7 separate regions of the Mus musculus genome follow, and regions 1, 2, 3, 4, 6 and 7 are each linked to region 5. The links are chromatin contacts, called in public promoter capture Hi-C maps. All regions are on one chromosome and are shown on one strand. Each heading gives the region's core, a stretch centred on a gene start, on an enhancer-like site or on the middle of the called end of the contact. The rest is flanking DNA. Distances are from core to core; before and after follow the strand shown. Region 1 holds the start of Zfp787 (zinc finger protein 787). Region 2 holds the start of Zfp579 (zinc finger protein 579). Region 3 holds the start of Epn1 (epsin 1). Region 4 holds the start of Isoc2b (isochorismatase domain containing 2b). Region 5 holds the start of Zfp446 (zinc finger protein 446). Region 6 holds the start of Zfp628 (zinc finger protein 628). Region 7 holds the start of Ccdc106 (coiled-coil domain containing 106).

Region 1 (3,900 bases), core at 459-2,958, 6.8 Mb before region 5:
AACTGTAACAGTGTAACAATTAAGTAGTGGAAACAGCCTGGGAAAGGGGGAAGTGACACATCCAAGGTCACGGAACCATAAACGAGCCAAAATTGGAACTCAGGAGCTGGCTCCAGAGACTTTTTGAACTTTTGCCTGAAAGCAAAAGTATGAAAACCCTTGCTCTGGGTGTATCACTTTAACACCTCTATTGTGTCCTCGTGAGGAATGGCATGAAATTTCTTATCTATGGCTGCAGAACTTAGGAGCTGAAGCGAGGAATTGAGCTTCAGAGCTCGTGGGCAATATTCCCAGTAGCTGCAAATCATTCTTGAATTTCACCATGGGCCAAGCCTGAGGATATACCCTTCTCTGCTCAGATGGAGAACACATGAGATAAACCAAGTCAGAATCTAATGTGAAAGTTCTCTGGGCCATGGCAGCACAGCACTCAGTGACTCCAGAGAAGCAGGAGGGGAAAGTTACCTGCACTTGACCCAAGAGGCTTAAAGCTTTCCCCAGAGCAGAGGCCAGATCTCAGCTAGATTCTCAACAACGCCAAACATGGAGCCTGAATCAGAAATTAAGGGGTTGGGGGAACCCATCAGGTCTGCGTTTTTAATAACGACCTGGGCAATAACGCCTAAGGTCGTCCTGGGTCAGGTCTCAGCTCCTGCTTTCCAACCCCAGTTCATGTTCATTTTCCTATCCTGGTGTTAAGACAGGTGTCAGTTCACTCCCCACTCACTTCTTCGTCTGTGGATCACTTTTCCGACTGACCTTTTGTAAGTGCTGGGGCACACATTCCCGGGGCTTGGGGGTCACCCTATGACCTAACTCTTGTACAGATTGGAGGTGGAGGCGGGAGGTCTGCTAAGGGGCGGGGCTCCGCGCTGGACCCAGCCCTGTGTCCGCCCAGGGGAGGAAGGCAACAGTCCAGGCGGCCCAGGACGACCCACACGGTGCTGACCTTGGCCTGGCGCTTCCCCTCCCAGGACGTGTTTCCTGCCGCCGGTCAGCACGCGCGGGGGAAATAGATGAATGAGCCTCCCGCCACCTGCATCCCGTAATTACTCGCTGGATCAAAGGCCAGCGCATGGCCCCCGAGGCAGCAACGGGCCAGGCGACTCGATTTGAGGAAGGAGAGGACTTGGGAGAACTTGGGCCGAGACTGACCATGGGCCGCCGTTTCCGGTCAGCCCAATCCAGGCGGCGGGGTCTCTCCCCACATCAAGCCTCGCCCCCGCAACAAGTCCCTGGCACTTCCGGCCATGACCGGCTGCAAGTCCAGTCCGGGTGGCCCGGACCCCACCGGTTGGATAACCCAGGTGCCTGCCGGCCCAGCACTGCCGCCGGAGTAGCGCACGCGCATTGTCCCAGGCCGCGGCGCCAATCTCTCCCGCGCGCGCGCGCGAACTCCCCGGCCGCGCGCCCGCTCACGCCCACCCCCCCCACACACACCCCTAACACGACACGCACGCGCACTAGTCCGCTCTGCCGCGCTCGCCCTCCCGCCTCCCCACCCACCCCCGTCCGAAGCCCAGCTTCCCGACGCGCTCTCATCCCAGCCACTCGGCGCACGCCCCCCTGAGCCCGCGGCCGCCCTCACCTCCGCGGCCCCGGGGCCGTCACGCCGCACTCTTCCTCTCGCCTGCCTCGCGGATGGTGGCAGCGGCGGCAGCGGCGACTCAGACCCTGGGGTCAGGGGGACGGGCGCCCAGGCCGGAAGTGACCTTCCCGGCCGCTTCCGCTCGCGCCTCTCCCTCTCCTCCCCCTCCCAGGCCGCCACCGCTACCTCGCCACTCTAGGCAGAGGAGCTCCAGGACCCCTGACCGCTACCCCCTCCGGCTCTATGGTACGGAAAGGCGCCTCGGGACGCTACTTCCGGAATTATCTAGGACCCAGGTCCTCCGTTTTGCTCTATGGCGCCTCGCTCCGAGGGGCTCGGGCCCCGCCCCCTCCCCGGACAGAAGGCTGGGCTCGACCCGTTAGGCGCACACTTCCGGGTGTCGGGGCGGCCCCCAACCCAGCCTCGTCGCTCGCGCCTGCGCGGTGAGCTGCCCGCGGCGACGCTCCCACTACTCCAGTCCTCCTGTCGTCTCTATCATCGTAACCCCTTCCGCCCCGGGGCGCTTCCAGGCCAACGCCGGTCTCAAGAAAAAATTCGGTTCACGAGATCTGGAGTTTTTCCCCAAAATGTTTCCGCTCGAGCCTCCGGTGCGGGTTGCATTTTGGGACGACCTCATCTTGAAATCGGCCTGTTTTGCAGAGAACCAGAGGTCACATTACCTTACTAAGTGACATAGCAAGAATGACCTCGAACCTTCAGAGTAGGGCTCCAAATTAAGTGTTTATGACTTATTACTCTCCTAGAAGAAAGGTCCATCACAGTTTGGAGGATGCTGATGATGAAGAAAAGGAATGAAAGGACCCTCTACAGATATCTGCTTCCAAGGCACAATTTGAAACTTGAAAGTCAATGTCAGCTTCTCTGAGACAAATGGTATCATCATCACGTAACTACCTTTACAAAAGCAGGCGTCAGGTGCTGCTGACACTTGGACTAAGTAAGGGATGGACTTTTTAAACAAACTCCTCCTGCACCAGAGAAAATCCTGGGCAGCCTAAAGAAGCAAAGCCCACAGGCAAAACGATACATGACACCTGAGGACAAGCTAAGAAAATGGAAAGCATAGCCATCTCCTTAGCAAGGTGCTCCAGAAGTCTTTGCTCAGCAGACTGTTAAGGATGTGTAGAGAGTTAGAAAATTCAAGAGGAGGCCTATGCTGAGCCCTGTAATGGAAAATGTCCAAACTGCCTGTAATTCATGTTCAAGCGCTGGACTTCCGTGGTTAGATTAAAGATAAACCAGCCAGGACCTTTCAACGGGTGATAAAGATCACAGGCTGCTTGTAACTGATCAAAAGGCTAAAGGCGAACCCACAGCAGGGGTATTAAAATGGCCCCAAAGGTAAAGAGTAAACGGAGGACAGTAAAAAAAAAAAAAAAAAAAAAAATTAACTATCCCTTCCTGGCTCAAAGCTAACAAAACTAAAAGGCAAACTGGCAGCATCAGACACAGCCACGGTAGTTACTGTTCCATCCCGAGTCCTGGGCCACACAGAGGAATTCTTAGAATGCTAAACCAAGTAATCTGAAGATACATATTTTCTCCATGGTGAGCCTCAAAGGCTCAGGGGTACACACTCACCTAGTACCCACGAAACCCTAACGGGAACAGCTTTGTGCCACTTTCAGTGACAACTACAAGGAACCAAGGCTCTGGGCACCCCAGGCTTTCTCTTGTCTCTCCAAACTTTATCTTTTTTTGTTTTTGTTTTTGTTTAAACTCTAGTAAATGTGCAATTCTGTTTTGCCCCTCCTATCTCCTTATCTCCTTTCCCACTATGACTCCACCGTGATGCTCAGGGTGTACTCCTTCTCTAACTCCAGCCAGCTATCCTCAAGTCACTTTTTGTATCTGATTTGTGTGGGATTATTTTTTTTTCCATTTCTGGGGTTTGCAGGCACTGTGTGTGTGTGTGTGTGTGTGTGTGTGTGTCCATGCATGTGCATGTAAGGTCAGAGAACAGCTATCAGGAGTTGGTTGGTCCTCTTCTATCATGTGAGTCTTGGGAGTCTAACTCCGGTTGTCAAGCTTGGCAGCAAGTACACTCTACTACCTGAGCCATTTTCCTGGCCATAGCTATTGAATCTTGTAACTCTCTGAGTTCTATGATCCATATGAATTTTATGAGCTTGCTGACTCTTCCCGATTTCAATCTAAAGCAAAGTTAAAGACTATTACCCACGCAGCCAATTCCTAGGCTATTTCTGTAATAAGTTACTTCTCCTCTTTGCTGCAGCAGAATGCCTGACCAGAGCCAATTAAGGGGAAAGGATTTACTTGAACGCACAGTT
Region 2 (3,497 bases), core at 470-2,969, 8.0 Mb before region 5:
AGTCCCCTGCGGGCCACTGTGTGGTCGCCTCCTCCTCAGCCCCGGCCACCACCACCGTGGCGGGCTGTTCCACTCCCTCGTCCTGCGGACCCCAACTGGCCTCAGGCTCCTCCTTCACTGCCCTCTGCGTGGACAGATCCACCTCGCTACCTGCGTGCTCTTGGGCCAGGTGGCGCCTGAGCTGGGCTGGCTCCGGGAAGGTGCGTGGGCAGGCAGCGCAGCGCAGCGGGGGCTGGGGCCCGTGGCCACGAAGGTGGCGGGAAAGGTGGGCAGGCCTGCGGAAAGCTTTGGGGCACAGAGGGCAGGCATGGGGCCGGAGACCCGAGTGGCTCAGCCGGTGTCGAGACAGGTAGTAAGGGAAGCGGAAGAGGCGACCACAGGTTGGGCAGGGCAGAGGCGCCCTAGGGGCTCCAGCACCCCCTCTGCCACGACCACGGCCTCGGCCACGGCCACGGCCACGGCCTCGGCCTCGGCCACGGTCACGGTGAGGTGGGCTGCCCTGGGCGGGTGGAGGGGGCTGTGGATCCATGCCTGTGGGGAAAAGGGGAAGAGGCAGGGGTGGGGAGAAGAGATGAAAGATGTGGGGTGAGGTGAAGAGGAGAGCAGAGGTACAGGGCAGGTAGATCCACAGTTCAGAAGAGGATACAGATGAAAGTCGGGAGAGGAAGGTGGTGAGGAGGCAGAAGGGGATAGACACAGGAAAGGAGAGGAGAGAGTTGTGGAGACGTAGGAAAGGGGGGCCAAGTTCAGGAGAAACACAAAGGAGAGAGATAGAGAGAAAGAAAACATAGATATCAGAGGTGGGAACGGTCAGGAAGACAGAACAAGACACATACAGAGGAGACACAGGGAGACAAAGTCAGCCAATTGATTTTGCTCTAGTGCCCTGGGGCTTGAACATTCCTGGAGGGGCTGGGAACCAGTCCACCCTTGGGGCCCAAGTAGGGTGGGATTCAAAGTCAAGAGGCCCTGGAAATAAAAAGTCCATAAGTCAGGGGCTGGGAGGGACCAGTGGGTAGCCGGGCTTAAGCCCCTGGGTCTGTGAGAGGAGAGCTGGGGTCTGGATTCCTGGGTCTGAGGGAGGAGGAATGGGGTCTGGATTCCTGGATCGGAAGGAGGAGGGCTGGGGTCTGGGCTCCTGGGTCTGAAGAAGGTCGGGGTCTGCACTCCTGGGTCTGAGGGAGGACCTGGACTCCTGGGTTTAAAGAAGGGCTGATTTCTGGATCCCTGGGTCTCAGGCAAGAAGACTGAAAGGTAGGACTCCTGGGTCTCAGATAGAACCAGATAGGCGAACTAGACTCTTGCAGGTAGACGCAGCCTCTGAGTCCGGGTGAAGGAAGAAGCTGGGTAAGGGGCCCTGACTCACAAGACAAGGGGGAGGAGTGGACTGGGAGCTGGGCTGCAGAAAATCCTCAGCGAGAAAGCTGTGGCCAGACCCCTGGCCGGGCGTGGTGTCGGGGGAGGGCGTGGAACCTGCCGGCTGTCGGGGGATCTAGGTCCAAGAGGGGGTCTATCTGTTCCGGGTAGGTGTGATCTGCAGAACTAAGGCAGCGGGTCGAGGCCTTGCAGATTGCTCTGCGCAGGGCCTGGGGCTCGCCCCAGTCTCAGGGAGCCGGTCTTACCTCCACCTCCTGCGCTCCTTTCTTCCTTCCCTGCGGCCGGGCGATCGCGGACAGTGGTGGCGGAGAGGGAGGGGGTTGAGCGTAGTGGGAGGGGTGGGGGTGGAGAAGGAGGCTGGGCTCGGTGTTACAGCCTAAGCCTTCCCCCCGGAAACCCGGTGCTTGGTCGGAGGCCAGAAGAGGAAAGACTGGCTGAGAAGCCGGAAGCGGAGGGCCAGGGACCTGGTGGGGGTGCGGGGGGGGGGGGGGCGGGAGCAGAGGAGGGAGCTGCGGCTCCTGGATCCCGGGAGGGGAAGGGGCTGAAGGCCTGTCCTTTGGACCCTCAGAGGAGGAGGAGGCTGCAAGCCTGGGAATCTGGATCCAGCTTTCCACCCCTCCTCCATTTCCCAGCAGATAACACATATTCATTCATTCTTTCAACAAACAGGCATTTATCAAGCCCTGCCGGTGCCAGGCACTGTGCTGGCTGCTGGGTCTGAAGAAGGCAGAGATGGAGATGAACGAAGCAGTGAGTGATACAGGCTTGAGAGTGAACATCAATGATACAAGGAGTGCACCTCTATGATCGAGCCTGACTCTCACTGTCCCTTGGTTGCCTGGGCAAGCAATTCTCTCTTCTCCGAGCCTCAGTTTCTCCCTTTATGGTAAGCCCCAGGATCACAACCCGACCAGTTTTATCAGAACACCTACTGTGGGCTGGCTCTGTCCTTGGTGCTGGATCGATAAAGGCAAAATTCATACTATGATGAAAAGGGACAAACAAGAGTCAGTCACAGACGGTGTGACGAGGGAAGCTCTTGTTTTGGGCAAAGTGCTGTGGAATGAAGGGGATGGAAGAGACAGTGAGCTGGCTTTCAATGGGAGTGAATGCCATTCCTCTAGTCTTCCTTGGCAACTACGTTTCTGGAACTTGGAGCTTTAATGTTTCAGCCTGCTACATGGGCCACATCTCAAAGTATATATGATGGAGAAAAAGGGCCGTTTCAGTTATCTGCCTGCATTACAGTGTTGTTTTCTTTAGGGTTAACTTCATGCCAAACATAGTTGGCAAGAGGCTGGGTAAACTGTTCCTTTTGTACGTGTCTGGGTGAGTAGAGGTTTGGAAAGCTTTGATATGCTAGTAATTCCAGGAATTTACCCTTGAGAAACCAGAAACATGCAGTATTATACTTGTGCCAGTCCATTGCGGCTGCTTTCTTTTTCTTTTTAAAAACATTTCAGGGGGCTGGTGAGATGGCTCAGTGGGTAAGAGCACCCGACTGCTCTTCCGAAGGTCGGAAGTTCAAATCCCAGCAACCACATGGTGGCTCACAACCATCCGTAACGAGATCTGACGCCCTCTTCTGGAGTGTCTGAAGACAGCTACAGTGTACTTACATATAATAAGTAAATAAATAAAATCTTAAAAAAAAAAAAAAAAAAAAACATTTCAGTATAGGTATTGTGGGCTGGCAAGATAGCTCAGTGCAAAGGCGCCTGACTCGTGGCTGATGATCTGAGCTATCCAGGACCCACAGAGTAGAAAGAGATCACCAAACCGATTCCTGTGGGTGGGCCTCTGACTTCTCCACCTGTGTGTCTGCACACACATATACATAAACATACATTCACATATGTACAAACACACCCACCCATACATACAACACACATATACACACATATAAACATACATAAACACACAGACACAAATGTACACATACACATTAAATAAACAAATACAAATGTAGGGCTGAAGAGACAGTCCAGTGCTTGAGAGTATTGCTGTTCAAGAGGGCCAGAATTTGGTTTCCAGCACCCAGGCAAGCCCCCACCCCCTGTATAACTTCAGCTCCAACACCTTTTGTCTTTTGAACACATACACGCAGAGGGGCATATTGC
Region 3 (3,473 bases), core at 810-3,309, 7.9 Mb before region 5:
TTAAAGAATGCTATTATAGTAAAACAGTCTTCATTTAATTCCTTGGTGTCTAGTCTACCTAAGTTCTGTTTAAATGTTACTATCTCTAAAATGTCTTGTTTCAGTAAGGTCCAAATCCTGATTTTGGTTGCAGTTTCTTTTTAACAGATTTTTTAAAAAGATTTATTTAATGTATGTGAGTACACTGTCGCTGCCAGACCCACCTGAAAACGTCATCGGATCCCATTAGAGATGGTTGTGAGCCACTGTGTGGTTGCTGTGAATTGAACTCAGAACCGCTGGAAGAGCAGTCAGTGCTCTTAACTGTTGAGCCCTCTCTCTCCAGCCCCTTTTAACTCACTTGTTTTTGTTTTTGTGCAAGCATAGGACAGTGTTTTGGGAAGGAGTCGGGTTGAATGCAGGATGCCGGAATTGTAGGGCCATTTTGCTGGCCCCATAAAGTTTCTATCACTTTTATCTCATATTCTCTCCACTCTCTTCTGAAGTCAACTGGTTTGTTAAAGTAGTGCGGTAGTCATGCAGTTCCCATGTTAGGGGACCTTCATTGTAATCATTTCCTTTAAGGTGATTGAGTGGTTCAAGCAGGCTTGTCAACATGGATAGATGAACCTGTTTTAATTCAGGTTGGGCTTGAGTCCTAATTTCTGAGCTTTCCTTACCTTGTCTGTGGGGAGAACATGACAGTTGTGGCTTGGGGAACACTGTAGGGTGCATGATGCAGAAGTGACCCCTTCTCTCCTCTGGGGTCTTGCCTCTGGCCACTGCCCCGTGTACTTAAGTGACTCAGGCCTGCCTGGTTTTCTTCATTTCTGTGATGTCTCGCTTCTGTGCCTTGTTCTTGGGTACTGGAGAACGTTTGGGTAAACACCCTCATACTGAACTGAAGTCCTCTGTGCAGTGTGGTGAGGTGTTCTCTCATTTCCTGTGCTGATTCTGTACTTTAAATGAATGCTGAGTAGATGCTAGGAGCCAACCTTGTTCACAGATATGCCTCTTGTTCCTACAGATCTTCGTGGAGTTCACCTCTGTGTTTGACTGCCAGAAAGCCATGCAGGGTCTAACCGGTCGCAAGTTCGCCAACAGAGTGGTGGTCACAAAATACTGTGACCCTGATTCTTACCACCGTCGGGACTTCTGGTAGAGGTGGCTGGGGGAGGGTGGGGGCAGGGCTGGCTGGGGACTTTCCCCCCACCTGTCCCCTCCTCCTTTCCCCCCTCTTGAAGAAGATGGGCAGAGGAGTGACAGCCGAATGACAGCCGGCAGCAACTGGAATGGCAGCAATTAAGGGGGGTGGGGGGTGGGGGGCTAGGGCAGGAAGGGGACTGGGCAAGTGCACACAGGCCCACACAGACACATGCACCCACACAGACACAGAGGGAACGGGCTGGGATGGGGACTGTGTGCACAGCAGGGCGGGTAGGACCTCCACAGCCCCTTCCCAAACAGCCTCTTATCCCTTACACCCCTTTCCTCCTCTCTTCCCCCATGGTAGGAACATAGCGTGTTTATATTTTATGGCCAAACTATTTTGAATTTTGTTGTCTGGCCCTCAGTGCCCTGCCCTCTCCCTTTGCAGGACCACAGCTCCCGTCCTTTGGCTTCTGGTCCTTCCTGTTCTCCACCCTGGTTTCTTAAGTAGTTGGTTCTTCTCCTTAGTCTTCCTGACTCAACCCGTGGTCTCTGTCCCGCTCCCCCTCTCTGTGGCAGTTTCATATTTGCTAATACGAATTTGCTCATTAAACATTTTGTTGTATTTTACTTTATGGATCCTCATCTGTGTCCAGTGTGTCCGCCCGTCTCTTTCGGCCGAGGGTGTGGAGGGTGGCACCCAGGGAAGGAGGCAGGCCTGAGGGTCCCGCGAGGGTAGCCACAGTGGAGGCTTCAAGGCTTGGACCTTTACGCGTCTCCACTGCTGCGTAGATGCGGAAGTGACGCAAGGGCATAAGGACGCGCAGTCCCGTGCGCCGGAAATGGTGCCGGGGTGGGTTTGGTCGCGGAAGTGGAGGCTGCCGGGCGAAGTGCAGAGGGCGGGGCACGTGAGTTCATTTCCGCTTCCGGTCCGCTGCCACCTTCGGTTGCTTCCCGTCCGCTCGGCGGCTCCCCTCCCCCGCCCGGCTCTCTGCGCCCCTCCCGGGCGCCGGGGCGGCGGGGCCGTCGCTGTGCGGCCCTCCGTGCGTCTGTGCGTGCGCACGTGCGCACTTCTGCTTCCCGCAGCTCGGCGCGCGCCCCGCGACACCGAGGCCGAGCGGGGGCAGGGGGCTGACCGTCATGACCCCTGGAAGCCCGGTATAAGCGGGCCGAGGTGAGCGAGGGGCGCAATGCTGGCCTCCGTCGCGGCAAGTCCGGTGTTCCGGCCTGGGCCGTGGCGCGCGCGGGTCCAGCCAGCCTCGGAGCCGGTGTTCCAGCCGCTGATGGCTTGTGGCTGCTTTTGTACCGCTGTGCCCGGGTCGGGTTTGCCTGCCGGTGTGTGTCTTTTTTTGGGATTGTCAGTGTCCCCGTCTCGCGTGGCCCTGCTGTCTGTGTTGCTCTGCTTCTGTGTTTCTGTGTTTGTACAAAAGGGCTTGGAGATCCGAGTGCTGTTTGTGTCTTGGATTGCTCCGTGTTCCTGTCAGGATGCATGCAATGCTTGTATTTTCTGGGTTTCTGTGTCTTCATTTCCCCAGACTGGTCTCCCTCTTGGTGCATTATTTCTCTCCGGGTCATTGCTGTCGTCCCCAGGCCCAAAATTCCTTTCTAGGAACCCACTGCTTTTGCTTAGGATGTGCTTCCCAGGTTTCTGAGTCTCTGGTGTTCTGACAAGAGCTCTGGCTGTGGATTCCAAAGCCCCCGCTGCTTGCCTTGGTCTTCAGTTTTCCTAGTCTTCTAAACGGAAGCATTCATAATTCCTGCACCACAGGGTCTCTGCGCATTGGAGTGGTCCTGGTAAAGTGCCTTACAGTGTCTGGCCTGGAGTTAAGCATGTGATTATTAGTAGCTCTAGTTACTAGAGATTTTGTCTCGCTTAGTATTTGATACCAGGTTTTTGAGTCCCCCTTGGGGACTCACTATATTGTTTGTACTGTTTAATAAGAAATTCTAAATTAACTGTGGAAAATGGCCCCATTTTCAGCAGCATTTGTGAGATTTAGTATGTTTTTTTTGAACATGCTTGAAGTAGGTAGTTGGTGTTAGGATAGTGCGTCTTTAGATGCCACCCTTTTGGAAATGTTTTTTCTGATAATAATAGCAGCCAGGAGTACCGAGCGCCTACTATCTGTGGGGCACAGAACCAAGTTCTTTATGTACCCGTCTTATTTAATCAGCAAGCTTGCCGGGCAGCACCCCTCCCTTTGTTACACAGTTAGGTGAACTGAGTCACAGGGTTGTTTTGCTGGTTGCTTATGTGGCCGGGATTTGAGTGCAAATTTTGTGTTCTTTTAAGTTATATCTCTTCCCACCCCCCCCCAGCCCTGGGTGTCATGTGTGTGTTTTGT
Region 4 (3,717 bases), core at 226-2,725, 8.1 Mb before region 5:
CTGAAACTTCCGGAAGGAGTAGCTGGGATTACAAAAACTGCAGCCAGCCAAATTCTCACTGTGGATTCTTTGTAGCCAAAAACAACTGCAAGGGAGGTCTCCAACACAGACATTTAAAAAACAAAACAAAACAAAAACAAAAAAAAACCAAACAAAAACCCACAAACAAACAAACCTGCAAGGGAGGTCTCCAACACAGATAAAAAGTGCGCCAGTGAAATGAAAAGCGCAAGAACGGTATGGCAAACTCCCATCTGTGCTCCCTGAATGGCAAATGTAGATTTTTTTTTCCTTAAAAATTTCTATTTATTTATTTAGTTTCTATATGGGAGAGGGTATCCATGCCATGGGGCATATGTGGAGGTCAGAGACAAGCGAAGGAGTCATTTCTCTCTGGATCCCAAATGTGTGTGTTGATCAGATTTACTTTTAATTTTAAAAAAATATTTATTTATCTATTCCCTGTATATGAGTGCTCTGTCTACATGTATGCCTGCATGCCAGAAGAGGGCAGCAGATCCCATTACAGATGGTTGTGAGCCATTCTGGAAGAGGAGCCACTGCTCGTAACTGCTGAGCCATCTCTCCAGCCCGGACTGGGTTTATTATATGAGTGTTTGACCTGAGACTGCATAGCCACATGCATGTAGTGTCTGTGGAGGCTGGAAGAGGTAGTCGGGTCCCCTGAAACTAGATTTAAAGACGGTTGTAAACCACCGTCTGGGTGCTGAGTACCAAACCCAGGTCCTCTACAAGAGAAACCAGAGTTCTTAGCCACTGAGCCATGTCTACTCGCCCCCCCTTCTCTATTCCCCTCATAGGTTTTTAAGGCTTATGTCCCAAGGGCTGGGTTCTTGGCTTGGGAACCCATTTTTGGGAGGCACAGTGTGAAGGAAATGAGCAAGGGGGCTGGATGGAGTTCAGTGGTAGAGAGCACTTGATTTGCCTGGCTTTCATGACAGCCAGGCTCAGTTCGCCAGATTTGATCGAGATGGACTGGGGACACAGATGGGAGAGGATCCACGATGCTTTAGGGAGAGCGATACAGAGGAGCACGTAATTGTGAGAGAAGCGGGGACCACAACTCCTGGAACCAGGAATTTCAGGCTGTGTGACCCTGGGTGAGTTTCCCTTCCTCTCTGGGTCTCTTTTTTTCTCCAGGGTTAGCTCACTGGCGGGGTTGATGCAAAATTTGTCTCTAGAGAGGGTTGGGGACTCTCCCCGCGGGTCTATCCTGAGACCAAATGGAATGCCATTCCAACCCCCGAACCCGACACCCTGCAAAGCTTCCGTTTCCCGGTCTGAATGACGGGATGGTGGGTTTGCAAACAGCCAGCAAGTAACGAACCGGACTTACTCGAAGGTCCCAGGTTCGAGTTCGGGCCCCTTTTCCAAGAAGTCCCGTGACCTTTTCCCCGCTGGATTCCCACTGACCCCGTACTGGGCCTCCTTTTTGCCCTTTGTAGACACGTAGTCAGAGCCGCGGGTCTACACCCCCGCGCCGAGCCAACCAATCGGCGTTCGCCTCACTCTGTTCTACTCCATCCTGTTAATTCGATTGGTCTGAAGAAACTGGAGCAGGCGGAGAGACAGAGGGTAGGACCAATGAAAATCCACGGAGGGAGGGCCTTGGCTGAGAGCTCGGCTTCTAACCCGGAAGGAGGGTGAAGAACGACCAGAGAGCTAGAGGCTCAATCTTGGCTAGTGTAGGGTTCATGGCACCATCCACTCCATCCGGGGCGACCGGGGAGAGGTGATGCTTTCTGTAACCTAGCTCTAGGAAGGCTGAAGCACGAGTATCGCCAGTTCGAGACTAGCCGGGACTGCGTGGTGAGACCCTGTCAACCAAAACAACAGCCGGGCATGGTGGCGCAAATGTTTAGTTCCAGTAATCATCATAAACCGATGATTTAGTTAATGGTTTAGTTCCAGTACTCAGGAGGCAGAGGCAGGCATAATTCTGACTCTACAACGCGAATTCCAGAATAGCCAGTACAACACGGAAGTAAGTCCTGTCTCGAAAACCCGAAAGTCAAACTAAGAAAACAAAAGAACAAGCCTCGTAAGACATTTTCCCCCACTGCTTGCCAGTTAGCTTTTTCTCCAGGAATTCAGGACTTGTCTCCTTGGGTGGTCTATATAGAAAACTGACTCTGTACTTAGAAGTGGGGGTTAAGAGAGAGAGGATTACTTCATCCAGATATATAAACCTGGTATGGTGGCTCAGGGCCGGTAATCCCAGCGTTCTAGAAGCTGAGGCCTTGAGTTCAATGAATAAGAAAACAAAAGCTGATTACGGTGGCTTAATACCCATGACCCCAAGTACTCAGAAGTGGAGACAGGAGGATTTCTTCACCTTGAAGTTATGAGAAAAGGGCTAGGCATGGTGGCTAACGAGGACTGTAAACCCAGCACTTGGGAGGCTGAGTGTGGGTGAGGATCTTTTGGGGGAGAGATATATATATACACAGAGTTCCAGGTTAGCCTGGGCCACAGAGTGTGACACTGTCGAACAAAGAAAAAGAAATAAGGCTGGAACTGTAGCTCAGGTGGCAGAGTCCTTGCCTGGCATGAATAAAGCCTTCGCTTTAGTGCCCAGCACTGTATGCATGGGGGTGGGGTGAGGGTGGGAGAGATGGGGGATGGGATGGGACTGGGAAGGCAACCGGCAGAGGTTCAAAGTTGGTCTCCCCAGAACAGTGAACTCAAGTGCATCCTGAAACTGAGCCTCAAAAACAAAATGAGCTGAACAAAGATTAAAAACAACAAGCCAGACAGTGGTGGAGGCTCACAGTCGCCTGTAATTCTACTTCCAGGGGCTCAGACACCTTCTTCTGGCCACTTTGGCACTGAATGCATGTGGTAAGCAGACACATGGGCAGACACACACCCAAAATTTTATAAACACACACACACACGAAGAAAAGAACCAGGCATGGTGGTACATACCTTTAATCCAAGCACTCTGAAGGCAGATGCAGGCAGATCTTTGTGAGTTAGGATGTCAGCCTAGTCTACAAAGTGAGTTCCAGGACTCCCCAGAGCTACATAGTGAAACCAAGGGCAGGTGTGTGGGTAGCGGTAGGGGTTGGTAAAAAGAAAAAGAAAAGAGAAAAGAAAGGGCAAATGCCATCACTCTTGTGTTAGAGTCTATAAAGTTAATTGGCAGGTGCTGGCTTCAGTTCCCTTAACAGCTATTCACACCATGTACGTTAGTGCCGACACTGAGCCTGTGGCTCTCGCCTAGCGTAGAATGCACAACTGGGAGGTACCTGTGCCTGGCATTTCAGGAGATCCGTGGGAAGTGGGAAAGCCTGTGAAACCCATAAATAACACAGGCTCTCCCCTCCTCACCCCCAAAGCCAAAGGCAGCCCCTCCAGAGTTCCCACCCTTGTAGTCCGTCCCTGGCACAGCTGTGGATATAACTCAGATGGTGGAGCACTTGCCCAGCATGCATGAAGCTCCGAATTCAATCACAGTGCCATGCAAATCTGTACAAAAATAGAATCTGTATAATATAAATAAACCAAGCCCAGGCCCCCTTCTTGGACCACAGCCCAAAGCCTTCTAGACTCAGGGTCCACCTCTGGTCCTTTATGGGACTCCTTGTACTTTTTCTCCTGTGGTTGTTTAATATACTTTCCAGTTCCATCTATTTTCCTGTCTTTAAGAAAACAGATTTATGCTGGGCATGGTGGCACACGCCTTTAATCCCA
Region 5 (3,968 bases), core at 684-3,183:
GAGCTGTAACACTGCCACTGGGGAAGGCTTCTCCCCTTCCTCCCCAGAGCTGGAACATTTACAAGAAGATGGGTGACTGAAGAATCTCAAACCTAATTAACTTTTTTTTGTTTGTTTTGTTTTGTTTTTCGAGACAGGGTTTCTCTGTGTAGCCCTGGCTGTCCTGGAACTCACTCTGTAGACCAGGCTAGCCTCAAACTCAGAAATCTGCCTGCCTCTGCCTCCTGAGTGCCCTAATCAACTTTTTACCTTAAAATTTATCATTTCTAAGATCACACATGGGCTGGAGAGATGGCTCAGTGGTTAAGAACACTGACTGCTCTTCCAAAGGTCCTGAGTTCAAATCCCAGCAACCACATGGTGGCTAACAACCATCTGAAATGAAATCTGATGCCCTCTTCTGGAGTGTCTGAAGACAGTAACAGTATAGTTACATATAATAAATAAATATTTAAAAAAAAAAAAAAGATCACACACAGTTAGGCAAGAACGACTGGTGACCAAAATGTCTCCCCAATCCAAGAGGAAACTTGAACACCCCAGTACCATAGACCTAGCTATCTGTTATAAATTTTATTTTGTTACCCTAAGAGCTAGGTCAGTAGGTCACCACAGGCCCTCTACTTTAAGACAGCTGAGAGGCTAACCTGGGGGAACTTAGATCCTGCCTCAAAAGATAAAATGTTTCATGGTTACATTGGCCAACCTAATATAACCATTATAATTAAGGACTGAGTTGGGGCTAGCTCAATGATAGTTTACCTATTAAATATGTGGTCTTAGATTTAATGGCCTGAACAAGGGAGAAATAAAGATGGTAATGGTCATGTCAAGCCCAGGGGTAAGATGTATACCATCACAAGACTCAACCAGGTCTATCCTGTGGCACATAGAAGGCTTAGAAACCAGCCTAGCAGGGAGGTGAGCACTAGAACAAAGGTGTTTCCAAGAGAGCTTTCTGGGAACCCCCTTAGGCCCCCTTAGCGCTTCTCCTCAATAGGTAGGTGGTGAGAGTTGTGTCCAGAGAATCTGTAAAAGACAAATTCTACCGACAGAACTGCTCAGGAGTTTTGGATGTAGAGAACCGCTGCTCTCTACAGTAGCTGCCAAGGAGAAGGTTCCTGGGTAGCAGAAGAAACCCAAGTAGGCAGATCGAGTTCAGGATTGAATGGTTTATATCACAGTCCAGCCACTTGATATGTGGAAATAAAACTAAGCCCATCTGCAATTAAGCTAAAAAGCCTCTAACTGTCGGATATGGGGGCCCATGCCTTTAATCTCAGCGAATGGGAGAAAGACTGGCAGAACTATTGAGTGAGCTCCAGGCTAGCTAGTAGGGTCTACAGAGTGAGTTCCAGGACAGCCAAGGACTTTTATTCTTTAAAGGCCCCATTCCCCCACAAACAAACAAAATGCCATCAACTGCCCATTGGGAGAAAAAAAATAAATATAAGTCATCTTGTCTAACTACATCCTCCTAAGTAAGGGTTGAGTATACCTCGTAATTTTAATCAGAAACCTCCGTCCTTATTTTCAGTAATGTTATCTGAAGACTATTAGTGAGGGTTGGTAATTACATGGTTACCTCCTCTGAGCACTTGTTCACCTGTAGGCCTACTGTCTCCACAATATCCAGGGAGCTTAACGGAGATCCGATGGAGGCCATACTGAGTTTTTCTCGCCCACCACCGCCTTTCACCTGGATTCCCAACGGGATTGTCTAGAACAGTCTGGACTCAAGAGGCCAAGGAGCCTCCACCTAGGCCTTCTCCGAGGCAGGGGGACCCTTACAGCTTAACTCAGAGAACAGCAAGAGGCCCTAAGTTGTGCGCTAGCTGTTACCTAGGAGACACAAGGAGCGAGAGTCCTTCCGGGAGCGCTAGCTCTGATTGGTCAGGATGCCTCTCTGGCCAATAGAAACCAGGTCCGTTGCGCACATGCGTAAGGAGGCTAACCCACAGTCGGCTCCGTCCTACGTGAGTCCTACGGCTGCGGTTGCAAGAGAAGAACGGCTGCCAAGTCAGGAGTGGGAACCCCCCCCGGAACTCTGCAGCAACGCGACCCCAAGGAGAGGAGCGAAGAGTCTCGCGCGTGAGAGGCCTTGGAAGCGTGCTGTCGTTCTTGCTGAGGCTCACGGGAGACGTAGTCCGAGCGAAGGGGGCCGATCCGGCGGAGCAGATGCAGGATTGGCCGGGCTGGTAGGGCAACGCGCGAGGCGGGGCGTTCTCTGAGTGGCAGTGGGACGTGCTCGGTGTCACTTCCTGGAAGTGCCCCAACCTCCTGGGGCTCTCCCACGCGTCAGAGGTGAGCTCACTCCTAGCTGGGCGGGCGCAGCTTCATAATCCGGCTCCTCGGATCACCGAGAGCACCTCCCAGCCGTCGGACCCACCCCTTTCCTGTGTCAGAGCCTGACACCCCAACTCTTGAGTTTCTCCAGAGCAGGACGGATGTCCCAAGAGAGCCGATTTAAAACCAGAATCTTAAGAGCTGGGACACAGGTTCCAGTTTACAACTCCACACAAAACGGGGCTGTTTGATTTTGGCTTTTGTTTCAGGGTTTCACATGCGTAGTAAGCTGAGGCAGTATGAGGCATCCACAATTCAGCTGCGATCAGCGAGCTGTGCCTCCCAACCCATAATAAGCTCCTGAGAATGCACCCAGGCTTTCAGCTCTGCCCCAGGTCTTGTACCTGTGTCTCAGAGCCAACTCTTCAGCTAGCACAGTGGTCTGCCTCCTGTCTGAAGCCTCAGGGCTCCAGGTCACCCAGGATGATGGTCCCACCCCCCTTCCCTCCGTGTCCTGCTTGACCCTTTGTCTACTGGATGAGCCACTTTCATCTCCCAGGAGCCCTGTGTTGTACCCAAATGTTTGAGCCCGTCATTTGCAGTTTTCTAGAAGGTCCCTGGACATTCCACCCAGTCATTTATCTTCAAAACAAAATACAGCTGCTCAACTGCTGTGGGGCTGCACCTCCCATGACCTTCTTTGAAGTTCTCCTGGCCTCAGGGTTCTCTTTTCCGGCTTCTAGGAGGGGTCTGGTGTGTGTCTTCTGACCTTAGATGACATTCTTCCTTTTCTGTAGGTCCCTCTGTCACCTCCAAAAAGACCCTTCAAAACAAGAATGCCATCTCCTCGGGGTACCCCACACCTATCCCTCAGAGACTCCAGGACCACCCTTGAGGAGCCTGAGGCTGCACGACTCCGTTTCCGGGGTTTCTGCTATGAGGAGGTTGAGGGACCCCGAGAGGCACTGGCCCAGCTTCGAGAGTTGTGTCACCAGTGGCTACAGCCTGAGTCATCCTCCAAAGAACACATAATAGAGTTGCTGATTTTGGAACAGTTCCTGGGTGTGTTGCCCCCTGAGATCCAGGCCTGGGTTCGAGGGCAGCGACCAGGAAGCCCCGAGGAGGCCGCAGTTCTTGTTGAGGGGCTGCAGCATGATCCTGGGCAGCTGCTGGGCTGGGTGAGTGAAATGACATTAGCTTCTTAGAAGGACAGATCGAAGGGAGAGCCCCTGTGACATGATTCTCTTCAGATCACAGCCCACATCCTGAAGCCAAAGATGCTTCCTCTAGTCCAGAAGGAGTCCTCAGGGAGTCACCACATCTCAGCAGCAACGGAGTCCTCCAAGGCAGGCCTTGCGGAGGCACCGCTGAAGGCCGGGATAGATCGATCTACCCAGATCAGTTGCAGTGTGAAGGAGGAAGTCAGTGCTGATGGGCAGGAGATGGGTGAGGGAATGCAACATGTGAACTTCAAATCCCTGGGGTGGGGATGGGGGTAGGGGTGAGGTCAGAGCACGGTGTCAGGGCTGCAGCTCCTAAACTGAGTCTGACAATCCCAGCTGAGATAGGGACTCTGGAGAGACCATAAAGCTGGATCCCTGAGAAGAATGGGGTCACTTCCCCCATGTCACATGGCAGAGGCAGGCCAAAGGTCAATGCAGTGACAACTGCCTCTCTTCCTC
Region 6 (3,573 bases), core at 145-2,644, 8.1 Mb before region 5:
GTTGTAAATGTAATTGCTATTTTCCAGATGTAATTGCCATCTCTGATGTCTACTGTTGAATAAACTCACCCTTTCTAGCTCTTTCTGAATTCTGGCTGGCTGGTTCAACTCAGCTTCTCTGGCCTAAACACCTCTCCAAAGTGACTGATTCTCTCAGCTTCTGACTGAATTGCTCTGCTTGACCTCAAACTAACTCTAGAAATCTGTTCTAATTTGGCTTCTTTTTATTCTCTGGCTCATTGTGTCTTCACCTGCAACTTGTCTCTATAAAACCATCTCTATGAAAACTACCTCTGAACTCCTCTGCATAGCCTCTCAACTCACTGATTCAACTGAACTGGTTGCCTAGAACTCAGAGATCTACATGCCTCTATCTCCTGAGTGCTGGGATTAAAGGCATGCACCACCAAACCTGGTCCTAAGCTTTTCCTTACCTGAAACTTGCTCTATTCCAGGCTGGCCTTGGACTCAAAGAGATCTGCTTGCCTCTGTCTCCTGGAATTAAAGGTGTGTACTAAGGTCATATCTGTGTTCCAGCCACAATAGCCATGTTGCTGGATTAAGACTCCTCTATGGCTTCACTGGGCAGCGAGCATCAGTACCATCAGTCTGAGCCATCTCACCAGCCCTCTAAGTTAGGGCTGGGGTGATAGCTTTGTAGTTAAGAACAACTGCTAGTTTTACAGAGGACTGGGCTTCGGTTCCTTGGGACCACACCAGACAGTTCACAACTGCCCTGTAACTCTAGCTCCAAAGGATCTGACACTCTGTTTTGGCTTCCTCAGGCACCAGGCACACATGGGGTGCACAGACATGCATGTGGGAACTCACATATACAGAGAAGGTAAAAATAAATAGATCTTAAGAAAAAGGCAGCCGGGCAGTGGTGGCGCACACCTTTAATCCCAGCACTTGGGAGGCAGAGGCAGGAGGATTTCTGAATTCGAGTCCAGCCTGGTCTACAGAGTTCCAGGACTGTCTCGGAAAAAAAAAAAAAAATTCAAGGCCAGCCCGTGCTACATGAGCCTACAAGAGCCCATTGTCTCAAAAAGTAAAAAACAAAAACAAAAAACAATTAAGACAACAAAAATAATCTATCCGAAAGTCTCAGCACAGGCTCAGAAAGCAAGCTTGGCCCCAGATACCAGCAGGCAGGGGAAAAAAAGCAGGCTTGTAGGGGCAACTCAGACTCCCGAGACCCAGGCCATCCCAGGCCATGCAGGAAGGTTGAGTGCCTCAGTTTCCTTCCCAGCACGAGGGAACAGGGTCTGCGTGTACACCACGGGCCTGAGGCTTGGACCCCCGGGATTCTGCATCTGGCGAACCCCAGCAGTGGGTGGGGCCGGGCCGGGCTTGGCGCGTTGCGTCATGACGCACGAAGGCGGCGGCGGCGGGGTTTGTGTGCGCGAGAGGCCGCCGATAAAGGTTGAGTGCCTCGCGCCGGGGGCCGTGGGGAGGGAGCGCGCCCCCGCCCCCTCCCGGGCCGCGGGTCCCGCAGCGCTGTGCCGGGCCCCGCTTCCCGTCAGCCCCCGCGGGAAGGCCCTGGGGTTCTCCTTGATCCCCCTCCCCGACCGGGGCCACAGGTGAGAGACCGGAGGGCGCGGTGGGGGAAGGGCCGGAGGGCGGAGTCGTTTGGAGAACGGCGAGCGGGAAACCGGAAGGGGTACCTTAAAGGGAAGGTCGCTATTTCGCCTCCGATATTTAATCTGTTAGGCCGGCTCCGCCCTCTTAAAGGGGTAAGGACAGTGTGTTTAGCTGCATTTTTGCAAAGCTTCCTGCCCTTTCCCTTCTCCCCTTTCTCCTAAAAGGGGGTTATTTCCTTAAAAGCGGGTGATAGTTTCCCAAACATTGAAGGAAAAGTTTCATAATTCTGCTGGTCCCTAGACTATCTGAACAAAGAGATCTTTTTTCCCTCCCAGATAAAACCTCATGTAGCTTAGGATGCCGTCAGACTCACTGTATAGCTGACAATGACCTTAAATTTACGATCCTGCTGCCTTCATCTGCGCGCTGGGATTACAGGCCTGCCTGTGCCACCACGCCCAGTTCTATGGTGTACTGTGACAAGAACCCAGAGCTTTGTGCATGCCAGTCATTAACCCTTAATAACCGAGCTACATCCCAAACCCCAAGAGCTTCCTCGTAAAGCCCAGACGCTTAAAGGGCACTCTCACTGCTAAGATGGGTCCCTGTTCCGTTGGGCCTCTTGTGTTAAAAGATATGGCCTCAGAGGCACAGACAGTTTCTGAACCTCATTTGTCACCTACACGCCAAAAGGAACAACAGCCCTTTAAAAAAACAATCCTTCATAGCCTATTGCCCTTTGAAAAAGAAATCCTTTATAACCTGTCAAAAGGGGGTGCCTCCCTCTCTTCACTCAGACTGTCTTTACTGAGCATGCTCTCTCCTGATGTTTTGGTGGGTGATGGATGCATCAGAGAACGATCGATCGAACGAAGCAGAGGTTCTCTGTTTGGATGATGTGAACATTGACAGAGTAGAACAAGCAGTAAGAGACTTATATGTTGATGGGACTGTCCTGGGGTACTGTCACTGCAGTACTGACTTCAGGATTTACTAGGGAAGGGTCAAGCTGGCACTGTGTTTTGTTACCAGTGGCATCCATCCTATTGAGTCAGGAATCCTGATGAACACCCATCCATTTATTAGACAGCCCCTCTGACAAAGAATGACCTGTCTCCAAATCTCTGTGCTGGTGAGGTTGAGAAGTCCTGGCTAGGGTGGTGGTGATGCACGCCTTTGAGCCCAGCACTCAGGAGGCAGATGCAGACATCTGAGTTCGAGGCCAGCCTGGTCTAGGTAGTGAGTTCCAGGACAGCCAGGGCTGTGCAGAGAAACTGTGTCTCAAAAAGACAAAGAGAAATGCTTGCCCTATAGTATTTAGAAGGTGATGGGCCCCGTGAAGAAGGGAGCAAATAAGGCATGGGAGGAGATCAGGGAGTGCTCAAGGGTGGTCTGAGGAAGGCTCTCTGGGGTGAGTTCTTGAAGACTTGGAGGTGACAGTGTGAGTTGTGGATGGTGGAGGGGAAGGGCACTAGGCATAAGGTGGTGGTAGCTTTCCCTGCTTAGTTGAACGGCTAGAGGGACAGGAGGCCTGCAAGAGGGGAGAAGACGGACGTAGTTATGCGCAGTCAGCAGGCTCCTGTAAGGGAGTTTGTCTTCTGTCCCCTTATAGGTGTGACTACTATCCAGGTTTGCCTCAGACTCATCCTCCTGTCTTAGCCTCCTCTTACCACACCTGGTTTAGCAGTGCTGGGGCTCACACCTAGGACTTTGTGTGTGTTGGATAGGCACTCCATCAACTGAGCTACATCTCCTGCCCAACCCTTAAGTTTTGTAACAGGAGAGCATAGAGGGAGAAAGACCTGGAGTTAGATTGTGGTTAAGTGTGAGGTATCTTGTGTCCCAAGCATTTGGAGCAAAGGAGAGGCCTGGGTAGAGTCACACTTTTAGAGTTTTCTATAGATTGTGGAATCCTAGGGGAGGGTAAGGGCTTTCAGAGAGGGGCAGTGGGGGCAGAGAGGAAGACAGCAGTTCTTGACTGAGCTCTGA
Region 7 (3,948 bases), core at 1,151-3,650, 7.9 Mb before region 5:
TACAGTGGGTAGTGGAACGCAGAAGACAATAGAGGGACCCCAGGGGTCTTATACGGATAACACAGTGGACCTTGGGCAAAACACATACCCTAAATAGAGTGCAGGTTCCTCCTTCCCACCCATTCAGCCTCATTTACATTTACGGATGCTGATGCTGCTACCTTCCTGCCCTCAGATCTGGGTGCTTCTCTCTATTGAGGCCATGGAGACCCCTCACTGTTGGACAGGTGGGTCCACAAACCCTGGACTTTCTTCTTCTATAGGGTTTCCCCAGACTTCGTCCTTTTCAGGACCCAACCAGTATCTTCTCACAGACACCCAGGGTGTCCTCTACACAGTGCTGGTGGGATGAGGAGTCAGGGAGGATAGGGCCGATGGGACTTTGGTTCACAAAAAGAGCTACAACTGTCCGGTGTGCGTTAGGGTCTTCGAGTGCGTGTCTTGCCTCCAGCGTCATCCACTTGGAGGTAAAGCCCTTCAAATGTCAAACCTGCTATACAGGTGGTGGACAGCCCACAGCTGTTTGCTCTGCCCTTGCTCCTTTCGGGATTGGGGCGAGTTGGCTCAGAACAGCTGTGTGCACTCAGGGGATAGCTGTTCCAGTGCCTTCCTACCCTGCCCGTGCTGCTTTACCGAGCAGGAGCCATTCCAGAAGCATATTCAGAGGAAGCATCCCTGCACTGCCTCTGGGGACCGCGGGGATCATGGGTCTCCTCCTGAAGTTCTCAGACAATGGCCTGAGTGCCAGCCTGGCTTTCAGAGCCCTAGACACAAACCCAGCCTTGCCTCGAAGAGTCTCTGAGCTGTCAGGGCATCATAGTGCTTTGGAGGTATATGGAAACGAGCCCTCATAGAGAACAGCCCTGCCCCTTGAACAGTTGGGATATTTATTATTACGGATTCCTGATAGGAGGAAGGGAGGACCATGCTGTTTGGGGAAACTCTTGCCTGGGAAGTTTTAGTGGGTAGTCAGAGGTCTCTATTTTGACACTGGAAGTAGGGACCTTATATTGAACACTCAATGCACACCACACCCCATTCTCAATCCTTACTTACATTTTGGGAGACATTTTAGTTTATGCTATCTGGAACAAAGACCTTGACTGGGTAATGGGAAAGTCTGCCGTTTTCCTCTGGGAGTTAGGCCTACTTCAGTTTCCCCAAACCTGCCATTTATTTATTTATTTATTTAGATAAGGTTGTAATGTAGTTCAGGGTGACATTGGATTTATGATCTTGCCTCCACTTCCAGAATACTGAAACTCTGGGCTTTGTGCATGCTAGGCACCTTACACACTGCGCAACATTCCTAGCATCTTTGGGAAAAAGGTTCTGAACACTACCCCTTCCCCACCCAAACTACAATCCACATTAATATACTTAAAAAAATAGCATCTTAGAGCATAAGCACAGCTTTATACAGTTCACCTGGCTTTATACAATTCTCTGTGGTTTGAAATACTGATCTAGGGCAGGTGGTTCCCCCTGGACTTGCTGACCCAGGATGCAGTTTATTTGTAAAAATGAACTGCTTAGTCTTGGTTGACACATTCAGTCTTCCTCTGCAAGGATGGTTTAAGTCATGCCTCTTAGGGCTTCAGAACCCCAAAGAGGATGCTGCTTGTGAACCGGAGAGGCAGTGTAGGTCTAATAAACATGTCTTCGCTGCTCCTTTCCTCTGATTGTGTGTGTGTATGTGCCCTATGCAGATAGCCTCTTTACACGACTTCTTTTGGGGCGGAAGGGAGAGGGGGAGTGTCTTAAAGGCTGTGCATCTACACCGACTGACTTCAAATAATATCAACAGCGCTTGGATCTTAAGCTCCAAGAGTGGTCCGGTTCTGGGCTGAGCCTTTGGTATGTCACACAACTACATCCTCTCAAAGGCTTTTAAGAGTAACTTCCCACTGAACAGGTGAGTAAACTGAGGCCATGGAGGAATGAGGAGCAAGGACTGGAGTGTAGCTGTTCCACAGGTGGCTCCAGTGTGGGCTATTCCTGACCCACACTTTGCGGAGAAGTAACCACCACACAACCCATTCTCACATCCTGGTCCTCTTATTCCTTTAATCCTTTTCGTGGATGGGGGTGGGTGGAGGTTATGGTAGGTTGGAGCGGCTAAGACTAAAGGTATGCATGTATTAATCAGCTACTTAGGGATCATTAAAGGAGACTCAAATTTCACTTCAATTTTCCTTACTGCCTCATACCTTCTGACTTTTCTCGGCCCACTGGTCACATAGCCACTCACCCGGAGGACCCCCGGAACCGCATCAGCTGTGCAGGATGAGAATTTCATGAGGATCCCTGCCTAGGCTTTGGGAAAGGAGGGGGGGGGGGTTGTGTGTGGGGTGGGGGTTGGAGGGGTGTTGCAAGGGGCTATCGCGCAAGTGCGGTCCCGACCTCCGCGCAAACGGCGGGCCTCACCTGGGCTCCAGGAAGAGGCGCCCCAGGCTCGGCAGGCCTGATTCGGTTAGTGCCCACGTCTCCGCGCTCCGCCATCCAGTTCTCCCCCTCCTCTGCCGCTACGCCCGCTTACTGGTGGGTGGGCGCTTCTCTCCGCGACACTTTGCAGACGCTCCCCTGCGCTGGGCATGGGCGCCGCCACTGCCGTCGGTCCCGGGGCTGGAGTCCGTGCGCGGGTGGGTGAGAGCGGGGCCTCGGCCCCTTGTACCCTGAGCACCCAAAGGCGGGGAACGGTGCCCACGGTCGACACCCCCATGCCGGTTGCCCATTCTGGGACCCTTCGCCACGGTCGCCCCCTCCCACTTGTGGGACAAAGGGTGGGGGCGCATCCCCACGCGTGACCTCCCACGCACTGCGCACGCGCCCAGCTCCCACTTCGGGGAGGGGCTTTACTCGCCCACGCGAGTGCGGGAGGAATGGGCGGCTGGGACAGGGGAACGCTTGCAGGATGGACCCCCTACCCCAAGAATGGAAGTTAGGGGTGGTTGTTTCTCCATTTATGGCATTGGGTTCGGAGATGGGCCATGATGAAGGGCTTTCTCATTCAGGCCAGGTCTCCCTGTGGTGTTGACCCCACGAGGAACCAAAGAATTTAAGGGCCGAGCCCCTTCACAACCAAGATTCCTCTCGCTGAGCCCCCTCGCTCTGGGTACATACTTTGGAAGCCTCTGACTCTGTCCAGAAGTATGGGTCCTTTCCTCCCTCAGACTGGTGATCCTTCCTTACTCCGGAGGGACAGGTATTCCACCTCTCCAGGGACTGCCGACTTTTGGTGACCTGCTTCTGTCCAGTGCCCCCAAGGGCTCAGTTGCTGGGTCTGCAGGAAGCCTCCTCGATATGAATGACAGAAACAACCGTTGGCGGACAAGTGAGGCACCTGGGGACCCTTTCTTTTCCCATCCTTGGTCTGACATTCTGGTTCCCTCTGTCCATGGGACAGCAATGGTTGGGGGTGGTCTATAAGGTTCAGGCCACTTCTGGGGTGACCTCTGCTGACCTCTCTGCAGTGAAGGACGAAGAGACCTTTGAGATCTCCATTCCCTTTGAAGAGGCACCCCACTTAGACTCACAAATCTTATACCGTCTGAGTCCGTCTCGGAGAAATGTTGAGGGTGAGCTGAGAAAGGGCATTGGAGGGACTGGAGTCAGGTGGGGTACTGCCTCACCCTGGGGCATGACCTCCGTCCCTGCTGTTCTTAGAGCCTCCAGAGGGCGCCTCCCCAACCCTGGCCCTGATGAGCAGTGTTAAGGCCCAGCTGCACATGGCACTGGAGAGGAACTCGTGGTTGCAGAAGCGCATTGAGGACCTGGAGGAGGAGAGGGACTTCTTGCGGTGTCAGCTGGACAAATTCATTTCCTCTGCCCGGATGGATGCAGGTGGGGGCACACAGTCCCCCAGGACCCGCAGAATTCAACACCCAATGTTGGTTGGACCTGATGGGGACTTGGCATCTTATCCTTCCACTAAGGCCCATGCCTATT

Evidence for each region. Promoter capture Hi-C pulls out the DNA fragments that hold promoters and counts their contacts.
Region 1: a contact with region 5 is called in a promoter capture Hi-C map of second pharyngeal arch cranial neural crest. The contact joins the promoter of Zfp787 here to the promoter of Zfp446 in region 5. A contact is called at or near these places in 4 of 39 promoter capture datasets (cranial neural crest, frontonasal cranial neural crest, pre-B cells and 1 more), 1 of 484 Hi-C or Micro-C datasets (B cells) and 1 of 9 other capture datasets (liver).
Region 2: a promoter capture Hi-C map of pre-B cells shows a contact between it and region 5. The contact joins the promoter of Zfp579 here to the promoter of Zfp446 in region 5. A contact is called at or near these places in 3 of 39 promoter capture datasets (cranial neural crest, maxillary cranial neural crest and pre-B cells).
Region 3: a contact with region 5 is called in a promoter capture Hi-C map of second pharyngeal arch cranial neural crest. The contact joins the promoter of Epn1 here to the promoter of Zfp446 in region 5. A contact is called at or near these places in 5 of 39 promoter capture datasets (cranial neural crest, frontonasal cranial neural crest, maxillary cranial neural crest and 2 more) and 1 of 9 other capture datasets (adipose tissue).
Region 4: a contact with region 5 is called in a promoter capture Hi-C map of pre-B cells. The contact joins the promoter of Isoc2b here to the promoter of Zfp446 in region 5. A contact is called at or near these places in 4 of 39 promoter capture datasets (cranial neural crest, frontonasal cranial neural crest, pre-B cells and 1 more).
Region 6: a contact with region 5 is called in a promoter capture Hi-C map of pre-B cells. The contact joins the promoter of Zfp628 here to the promoter of Zfp446 in region 5. A contact is called at or near these places in 3 of 39 promoter capture datasets (cranial neural crest, frontonasal cranial neural crest and pre-B cells).
Region 7: a promoter capture Hi-C map of maxillary cranial neural crest shows a contact between it and region 5. The contact joins the promoter of Ccdc106 here to the promoter of Zfp446 in region 5. A contact is called at or near these places in 5 of 39 promoter capture datasets (cranial neural crest, frontonasal cranial neural crest, maxillary cranial neural crest and 2 more).

The regions. Positions count from the first base shown.
Region 1 is chr7:6,154,257-6,158,156 of GRCm38.p6, forward strand. It overlaps Zfp787 (zinc finger protein 787), which reads right to left and starts at 1,709. Exons shown (of 3, transcript NM_001013012.2): 1 at 1,589-1,709. It overlaps Gm36371 (a long non-coding RNA gene), which reads left to right and starts at 2,963. Exons shown (of 2, transcript XR_391130.2): 1 at 2,963-3,900.
Region 2 is chr7:4,994,382-4,997,878 of GRCm38.p6, forward strand. Zfp579 (zinc finger protein 579) reads right to left here and starts at 1,720. Exons shown (of 2, transcript NM_026741.2): 1 at 1,623-1,720; 2 at 1-531. The coding sequence starts at 529.
Region 3 is chr7:5,078,176-5,081,648 of GRCm38.p6, forward strand. Epn1 (epsin 1) reads left to right here and starts at 2,060. Exons shown (of 12, transcript NM_010147.4): 1 at 2,060-2,302. It overlaps U2af2 (U2 small nuclear ribonucleoprotein auxiliary factor (U2AF) 2), which reads left to right. Exons shown (of 12, transcript NM_133671.3): 12 at 1,007-1,770. The coding sequence ends at 1,141.
Region 4 is chr7:4,864,704-4,868,420 of GRCm38.p6, forward strand. Isoc2b (isochorismatase domain containing 2b) reads right to left here and starts at 1,476. Exons shown (of 6, transcript NM_026158.2): 1 at 1,358-1,476.
Region 5 is chr7:12,975,915-12,979,882 of GRCm38.p6, forward strand. It overlaps Zfp446 (zinc finger protein 446), which reads left to right and starts at 1,934. Exons shown (of 6, transcript NM_175558.4): 1 at 1,934-2,198; 2 at 3,084-3,464; 3 at 3,537-3,732. The coding sequence starts at 1,938.
Region 6 is chr7:4,913,823-4,917,395 of GRCm38.p6, forward strand. It overlaps Zfp628 (zinc finger protein 628), which reads left to right and starts at 1,395. Exons shown (of 3, transcript NM_170759.2): 1 at 1,395-1,583.
Region 7 is chr7:5,054,326-5,058,273 of GRCm38.p6, forward strand. It overlaps Ccdc106 (coiled-coil domain containing 106), which reads left to right and starts at 2,401. Exons shown (of 5, transcript NM_146178.2): 1 at 2,401-3,334; 2 at 3,474-3,578; 3 at 3,667-3,843. The coding sequence starts at 3,304. Gm15510 (predicted gene 15510) reads right to left here and starts at 2,791. Exons shown (of 4, transcript NR_166619.1): 1 at 2,428-2,791.